Linked DNA regions of Mus musculus: all the other regions are linked to region 3. Evidence: chromatin contacts called from public HiChIP or PLAC-seq data. All regions are on one chromosome and are shown on one strand. Each heading gives the region's core, a stretch centred on a gene start, on an enhancer-like site or on the middle of the called end of the contact. The rest is flanking DNA. Distances are from core to core; before and after follow the strand shown.

Region 1 (2,700 bases), core at 11-2,510, 830 kb after region 3:
GGTTGTCCCAAAAAATACATAACATGAAGAGTCCCTGTGACATTATTTAAGTTAATTTTACTTGTCTGTTGGACAGACCATTTCTATGTGCCAAGAATAGCTATTAAACAGCCAACATTAGCCATACATTTGGTACATATCTGTCAACATGATTATTTCACCCTTTTTCTTCAGAAGCTGACAGAAGAAAAAAGTGGATAAAGGTATAGCTGGCTACAGTAGTACATGACAAATGTCATGAAACAAAGAGTCATCCAAGAACACATAAGAGTACTAATTTTGTGTGGGAGGGAGATGTCTTGGAGATTGGATGTCCTGTTTGGACTGGAATCATGAGAAAGTTAGAGAAAGAGTTGGAAGTTGTGTAGGGTAAAAGTGTAAAGAACATATTTAACCATGGGAGAAGAGCGCAGGCAGGAGCACAGGAGATCTCGAAATGAGGTGATCATCAGTAACCGGGAAAAAGACCAGCAATGATGGCACACAAGAGAGAAGCACAATCAGCGGACAGAGAAGTGTGCAAGACACGTGCCTCAGCCAACCAGTGCAATGAACCATGAGCTCTTTGAGGATGGGGTTTTATGTGACCTGCCAGTACCTTCTTCACATCCATCGCTGTGTCCACCATAGAGGAAATAGCAGTCATAGGCCAAATGAGGGCATGCATAATAGTCATCCAGTAAATAGCAATTCCATTAGGGAAACCCTTTCCTTGCTTTCTAACTTTTTCATTTTTTAAGAGTCAGGATGGGACGGGGGAGGGGGGGAACTAGCTGCAACTACAGATGGATATTTCCATCCCCAAATACTACAAATGCCACCTCTTTGGGGCTTATTATGCCCAAATGGCAGTCTGTTTGGGATCTTTCTAGAATCAATTGCTTCCAATTTTCAGTTTTCTGATTTCAGATTGAAGACATGTGTTTGGTGTTGCACAGATGATAGGGGAACAAGCGGATTCCAGAGAGGCATCAAGCTGAGTCCAAGTGATAAGAGAAATGCCTGGGGGAAGGCATAGCAACAAAACATTTTAAAGTTCTCAAAGTGCATAAATCATCCTGTAACCATGCTGTCCTGATTCGAAACCCAAAATAGAAAAAGAAAGCTCTTCTGTGCTAACATTTCATCATAACCAGCAGCCCAATGCTCAGGGGAGCCAGTGTTTGTGAATCTTTGAGTTGGGATCTGGAAGGACTGACGCAGAACATTACTATGCAGCCAGTTCTCAGGGAAGAAAAAAAAAATCTCAGCATGGAGTGCGGGCTTCCAGAATCCTTGTGGTAACTTCTCATTTCAGTTGAATTGCACAGAAGAGACGAGCCTTCCTGGGGGGTTGGCCAACAATAGAAAGAAACAACTAAAGGATAGACTCATACCAGGCGTGATGCCAAACCCCAAGCTAGTTCTTGAGCTGTCTAGGCTGTAAGGGAGGCTGTCTCTCAGCCATGGTGCAGCACACTCCATGTCTGTGATGGTATGAGGTCATTGAGACCACAGTCCTGACCAGCATATGCACTGGGACAGGAAAAAGAGAAATTCTTCAGCAATATTGGCATAAATTCAAACATTGTTCCAATCTAAGGTATGGATTCATCAAGCTGAGCTTCAAAATTCCTACTTCAGATTAAAAAGTACAAGAAAAAAATTGCTGTCATAAGAACTAAGAAAAATTATTCATGTAAAATAATCTGTAGGCACAACATAACCATGTTAAATTTTAGTCTCCAGTCCTACTTTTTCTTGATATAAAATTAAAATTCTTTTAGATTTTTCCTTATTATTCTGTTCAAAGAGCTCTAAATGTGAACAAATGTACAAATCTTAGCTATACTGACTCTAACCAGATAAATGAAAAGTTATACATACTAGTAATTTGGAGGTTTGTTTCTTTGGACTAGGGACAGAATGTATGCATCTGTTGGTTGTATCATGTTTACCTTGGCATGTCAATGATCAGTCTTCATGTTTAAAAAATGTTCCAATATTTTAGACTTTGAATAATCAAGAGTCCTGTTCATCTATGAGATAAGATTGGAATACACCAAGCCAAAATGAAAATCCCAGATCAACCCATTATCAGATGAATGGGTCTAGATGTACTGCTTGCTCTGTGACTCTCAATGTTCTTAGCCATAAATGAATACAATATTTATTTATTTCAGGTTATGCATCAAGTACACAGGCTTGAAATTGCATAACACAGGAGTTGCTCATCAACGTCATTCATTCTGCAATGCACATCAACCCCATCCAAGGTACCAGGAGATATTCTAAAGACATATGATGAATCATGAACTAAAGAATATCACTATATTGTGGAGCCCGTGTCTTCTACAAGAGACAAGCAATTGATCAATAAGCAAAAATAACTGTCTCTCTAGTGAAACAAGTGTGAAGAAAATGAACTGAGCAATGGGATGAACAGTACTTATACACAGTGCAACTAGACAGTTGCATAAGCTTCTTTCCCCTGGTTTATTCATTTTACTTTACTTTGGAGTCCCAAACCCACTGAGCATGGACCTCCAGTAAAGATGAGTAAGGAGTTATACTCTGTTAAATTGAGTCATCTGACAAACTTTGAATGACATTGAGAATAGCATAACAACAGTACATGTTTATCAAACAGGATGGACAAAAAAATGGGTGTTGCTTTGGAGACTCTTGGAAAAGAATAGCTACGTTGTCTCCAAGCTTGTC
Region 2 (2,700 bases), core at 188-2,687, 590 kb before region 3:
TGTAAGTACTGTTTAATAGCTGTCAGTTAAGAAAGAATCTCATGAGTTCTAGAGGGAGGTTATGGCGTCCTTTTGCTTTGCCACTGCCCAGTGCTGTGACCTGGGGCAAGTCCACTTGACCTCTTTAAGTCTTTTCCCATTTGTGGTTTATCATGGTCACATAATTTCTGTTTGTGGATGTCAGTACGAAAATCTGTAGATGTAAATCAAAACAAATGAACAAAAGGAAGAAAATAGGACAATTTTTAGTAAGACAGAATGTATTTCCAAAGGATTTCTGATAGGGCAAATTACCTTCATATCTGTCATTTATGAAAGAGTGGATTCAGCGTACCATCCATTTTCTAGAAATCTATGCCATATTATCATTTTTAATGTTCTAAGACACCTCTTGAGAAAGAAATCTGCTTAACTTTATTTTACACCTGTAGTTTTAAATTTTATATGAAATGACTATCCATGTTTCATAAAAGGTAAAATTCTGGAAAATGTTTTTTGAACCAAATGGACCAAGTGGTCCTTTGGTCTGACTTATAATTGTTGTCCCAAGTTTATAGAAACAGGTCCTCTAATGTGAGCCTCGTCTCTAATCATTGGCAAAAGGAATAGAATGAAACTCAGTTTTCTCCACCTGAAATGTACTTTCAGCTTTGTTCTGCTTCTTCTAGATCTCAAATCGTAGTAAAGGGTGCTTGTGCTCAAATCTATGAAGTCATTAACCATACTGGCTGTTGGTCATCTGCCTCCGGGTGGATTTGTGTGAGTACATACATGTTTTCACAAATGACTTCACAGATAAGGCTACAAGAAACACCTTGAACAATTTCTGTCATCCCCATGACTACTCCTGTTCTCACATGTACTTTTGACCTGCTTGTGCTAAGTCACCTGAGAAATTCTTTCTGTTATCCCTTTCTACTTTCTATACCAGGAGGACTTAGTCTCATCCTTGGGTCTCTGTTGCAAAGGGGGATCAGCGCCTTGAAAAATCGCTGCTAGGAGTCTCCAAACTTGCATGAAGTCACCAGGAAATGTGGATTTTTTTTCCCACTGGTATGTGCTAGCACACATTTTTGAGGCTTCTTTTCAAAGGGCCATCTATGTTTTGAATAAGGGTCCGGGACAGTCGTTTTCTGGGCCATCTGCTCTCTGCATACATCAGTGTCTGAGTGTATGTAATAGTGCTGCCATTCTTAAGAGTGTCTGGTTTGGACAATAAATTATGTTGACCTATTCGCCTTCTAGGCTATTACTTAGTAAAGATGGAAATCTCAGGGATTATCAAGACAAGGAAGCCTAAGCCCATTTCTAGGGCCTTTTGTGAATATCATAGCCAATAGAGGGCGCTCCTGCACCACAACACTGGGTGGAAGGCTCTAGGCAGGCCCAGGGCTCAGGCAGCCAGCTGACCTTTCTCCAGGCTGTACTTGGGTTGCCAGAGCAGCCGAGGTGTCAGCTGAGAGCAGTCACAGCCTAGGGAGGAGGAGGGAAGGAGGGAGGCTGGGGCACCAGAAAGGGAGGAAGAGCTGGCAGAGAACACACTCAAACACACATTTCACTGAGACAGAGGCCCAGGGAAAGCACAGAACATGAGCACATACCTACAAACAACAAATAGAACATACCCTACTCATACTCAGCATACAAACAAGGAGATTTTGTTTGTGAGTCGCATAATACAGAAACACAATGTGAATTCAACCCATCACACACAGATGCATGCAACACCATCATCACACCCAGCTAAGCTGCAAGGACAATACGTGGATGTATACAATACATTTAAACGTGTGTAAGCACCTCTGAGGATATTCAGAGCGTGTGCAATATAGAAAGGTAAGCTAGATCATAAAGACACACAGTCTCACACACACACACACACACACACACACACACACACACACACCCCAGCACAGAAATGCAGTAGACCACAGCACACACAGACATCCAAAAGACATTAAAAGCAGAGCACACACAGATAGTGTGTATCTTTTACTCACTACACAGCAAATCCTCCAGGAATGAGACTATGGATAAACAACAGAGATGCATAAGCACAGCCACTGCCCCACAGGCAGACTGTAAAGTATACGTGCCAAATGCCATGTCAGTTCACCAAGCATGCACAGGCATGGGTAACAGATCAAAGGACACCTATCCAGGCAGCATACAGTATGTGCAACACTAAAACATACTACACAGACTAGAAGCTGCATACATTCAAAACACTCAGAATTCAATACATGTTTTGATAAGAGAACCAGGCATGAAGACGAGCAGGGGAAGTGGGTGTGTGATAGGGGAAAGATAGGGCATTTGGAGAAGATACAGGGAAGGAGGGCAGCAGCATATACAATGGTCGGCTTCTCTCTTCTCAGCTTAGGTGACATAGAACAATGATTTTAAATACTGTTATTACGGAGGCTAGACAGAGGCAGCAAGGGTGTCCTCGTAAGAATGAGCCTTAGGCTCAAGGCCAGAGCTTGAGCCTCAATCTCAGCTACAACAATGGCACCAAATCACATCTCCTATGTCTCTTCCTCCATGTCCCTGCAGCTGCCAGCTCATCTCCACAGATGTCTGCTTCAGCTCCACCCATCTCAGTTATCCTCATCAATGAGCTGTAAGGCATGTACATCTCACAGCCCACCCCCACCCCTCAGTGAGTGTGAGAGAGAAACTTTCCCAAACTTTCAGGAA
Region 3 (2,700 bases), core at 186-2,685:
TGATGAGCTGAATACTGGCTCATTAGGTAGAATTAGGTACAAGTTTCCAGGGTGGCACTATGGCTCCATGTTAACACACATTTTATAGTCCACTAGATAAAAAGCATGATGACTGACAGAAGCTCCGGAAGGACTACTTGGTTTCTGGTTCTTAGCTGGACAGGTGATTTAGCTCCTCTGCTCTTCCTTTTCTTTATTAGTCAAGTCCATGTAAGAATTTCCCAGGGTTAATGTGACGATGGAAGTATTCTGTAAAACGCAAACTACTTTAAAACTATTTGGAAACTGAAAAAAACGATATTAAAGAAGCCTGCTATAATTATTATATTCCAATTAATTTTCTCTTTGGAATAGAAATAATTTGCTTTCCAACTGGGTTTAAAACAAAACAAAACAAACAAACAAACAAACAAACAAAAAATCTGAAGAAACGGTTCTTTTCATAAGCCATGGGGATTAGACAGAGGTAATAGGGGGACTAAATTAAAGCTTTATTTGCCCCATTCAAAATATATTTCTTGGTGTTGGAGTGATAGATCAGGGGTTAAGAGCATTTATTGCTGTTCAAAAGGATCAGGGTTTGATTTCCAACAACCAAGTGGTGGCTCAAAGCTGTTTGTAAATTGATTCCCAGTGTATCTCATGCCCTCTTTTGGCACTTGTGGGCACTGCACACACATAGTACACAGTCATATCACACAGGCAGAATACATATACATTTAATTTTTTTTCAAAAAGATTTAAAGAAACAAAATAAGTTTCTCTTTGTTTCCCAACTCCCAGTTTAAGGCCCAACCAACTCCAAGGTACAAAGAAAGACAAAATCACTGTATGAAAACCTGGTTCACAGTCTTCAGTTGAAAAGCAGAAGATGATAGAAACTGTTTATAGTACTTATTGACTGTATTTCCCTGCTAACCACTACGCATTATCTCAATGAATCTCTACAAAAATCTCTGAAGAGTTCAATTTTACTGTTTTTTCTCTTATGATAGGAGGATAAACTTTAGAAAGTATATTATTGCCAAGATCCTTCAGCTAGCCTTAGATTCATCTGGTAACCAAGCCCATGAGTTTGCTGTTGTTGTTGTTGTTTGCTTGTTTGTTTTGCTTTGTTTTCTTTATTGTTTGTTTTACACAGCCCTGTAACACTTTCATGAATGAGGGGAAAGCTGCTTCAAAGCTTAACCAGTTGAATAGAAACTAGTAGGCATGATCTGTTTGAACCTTAATCCACACAACTCTCCCTGAGTCCTTCTCATCATAGCTGCATTGTATTACTAGCAAATGTGAATGTTTTGATGAATTAGGCAAACTCTCCAATTGCCTGTACATTGCAACATCTTTCCTTCAAAGGCCAGGGAATGTAGACTGTACGTTCTTTGTCCAGCTTGTCTGAATGCGTCAACACTGTCTGGGAGGCACAGAGGTGGATGCCTTCCTAGCAGGGGTGAAGCCTCCTTTTGCATATCCAGCTCCTGTATTTGTATTACTGCCATATACTGCGTACTACTGAGCCAAGAAATGAAGGGGCCTATGGTCCCAGCCACCTCAGATTACGCAAGCCAAGAAAAATGTGCAAATCACATGAGAAAAACAGGCAGTCCCCAAACATCTTTATTTGTTCAGTTTTGTGCCCTCAGACTTTGATTGCAGCCTTGCACTTAGAAATTTCAAGATAAATCTCAGCAGCTGGACACTAAGTAAATCCAGGGCAGAGACTCTGTGTAAATTCTAAAGCTTTGAAAGCATGAACCTCTGTCCAACCACTTGGAGTACAGAACATAGTGTGAAGGGAGGGGGACCTGGTGCTAAGCTGTGTCAGAATCAGCCTTCTGAGGAGCTTGTAGACATGTCTGTGCATGCCTCAGCTTGCCTGATAAACCAGACATAAGTGGCCTGCTTGCTGGGAACCGAAATGAAATGAAACAGTCAGAGGAAATGAAGGATTAGGAAGAAGAAACAAAAGATTACATACTAAAATTTGTTAATGAAACTGGAGGGTGGGGACTGGTAACCACTGCAAGTACTGGATAGCAGGATGCTAAACTGTCAACCACTTCGTGGTACCTTTGATAAGATCCAGCAGTAGGATTTTTATAACCATTCAAACCAATTCTCCATATAATCCTAATATTTAGGCAGTGTTTGCCACATTTTATAAATTGAAAAAATAATCTAAAATTGAGCAGTAGAGTAAGAGTGTCTCTTCTAGAAGTAGCATGTCATGTATGTAAACAAACAATGAAACTAGACATGAATAAGAAACAAGTTTGCAGCACATGCTTTGTCAGAGTTTTACCTTGAGCTGCCCCTATGGACAATGAACAGTGATTTAAACAAATAAATTTATAATATAACCTCCTGTTTTTAGAACCAGTAATAACTGTTGTATAATGTTCTTGCAATAATCAAGTGTTATATAGTGTTTAGATCTCGTATACTGAAGAGATAAATTGAAAAAGAAGGTTTGCTTCTAGGAAAAGTTCATGAACTGATTTAAAGTATTTATCCCTGGGAAGTTTTCTCCCTTTGATGATTAGAAAGGGGATTTTTTTTTAAGATGAAGAAAAGGAGGAAACAACTCTTAGGGGGTGGAATAAATGAATAGACGGGACCAGTCTCTTGTCATAGCATGATATGAAAGGACACTATTATAATAAGATCTCTTAATAAAACAGGCCAAGAAGACAGAGTGGA

What was found. HiChIP or PLAC-seq counts read pairs in DNA pulled down with a chosen protein or histone mark.
Region 1: a contact with region 3 is called in a CTCF HiChIP or PLAC-seq map of the NIH/3T3 cell line, with 9 read pairs. The contact joins two enhancer-like sites.
Region 2: an H3K27ac HiChIP or PLAC-seq map of the NIH/3T3 cell line shows a contact between it and region 3, with 8 times the contacts expected there. The contact joins two enhancer-like sites. A contact is called at or near these places in 2 of 15 datasets of contacts at CTCF or cohesin (both in the NIH/3T3 cell line), 9 of 484 Hi-C or Micro-C datasets (the 3T3-L1 cell line, 3T3-L1-derived adipocytes, embryonic fibroblasts and 2 more) and 2 of 115 datasets of contacts at active chromatin or transcription factors (the NIH/3T3 cell line and hepatocytes).

The regions. Positions count from the first base shown.
Region 1 is chr4:64,075,126-64,077,825 of GRCm38.p6, reverse strand. The region is part of intron 4 of 8030451A03Rik (a long non-coding RNA gene); the gene reads right to left. Among named protein-coding and RNA genes, the nearest start is that of Tnc, 30 kb to the right of the region's middle. Within about 2 kb of position 1,260, at least 68 of the 459 cell types and tissues checked have an H3K27ac peak or open chromatin away from gene starts, as enhancers often do. A contact at or near this core is called in the NIH/3T3 cell line, where this site is marked.
Region 2 is chr4:65,495,333-65,498,032 of GRCm38.p6, reverse strand. All of the region lies in intron 19 of Astn2 (astrotactin 2), which reads left to right. Among named protein-coding and RNA genes, the nearest start is that of Trim32, 110 kb to the left of the region's middle. Within about 2 kb of position 1,437, at least 103 of the 459 cell types and tissues checked have an H3K27ac peak or open chromatin away from gene starts, as enhancers often do. A contact at or near this core is called in the NIH/3T3 cell line and uterus, where this site is marked.
Region 3 is chr4:64,900,391-64,903,090 of GRCm38.p6, reverse strand. No RefSeq gene overlaps it. Among named protein-coding and RNA genes, the nearest start is that of Pappa, 220 kb to the left of the region's middle. Within about 2 kb of position 1,435, at least 40 of the 459 cell types and tissues checked have an H3K27ac peak or open chromatin away from gene starts, as enhancers often do. A contact at or near this core is called in the NIH/3T3 cell line and uterus, where this site is marked.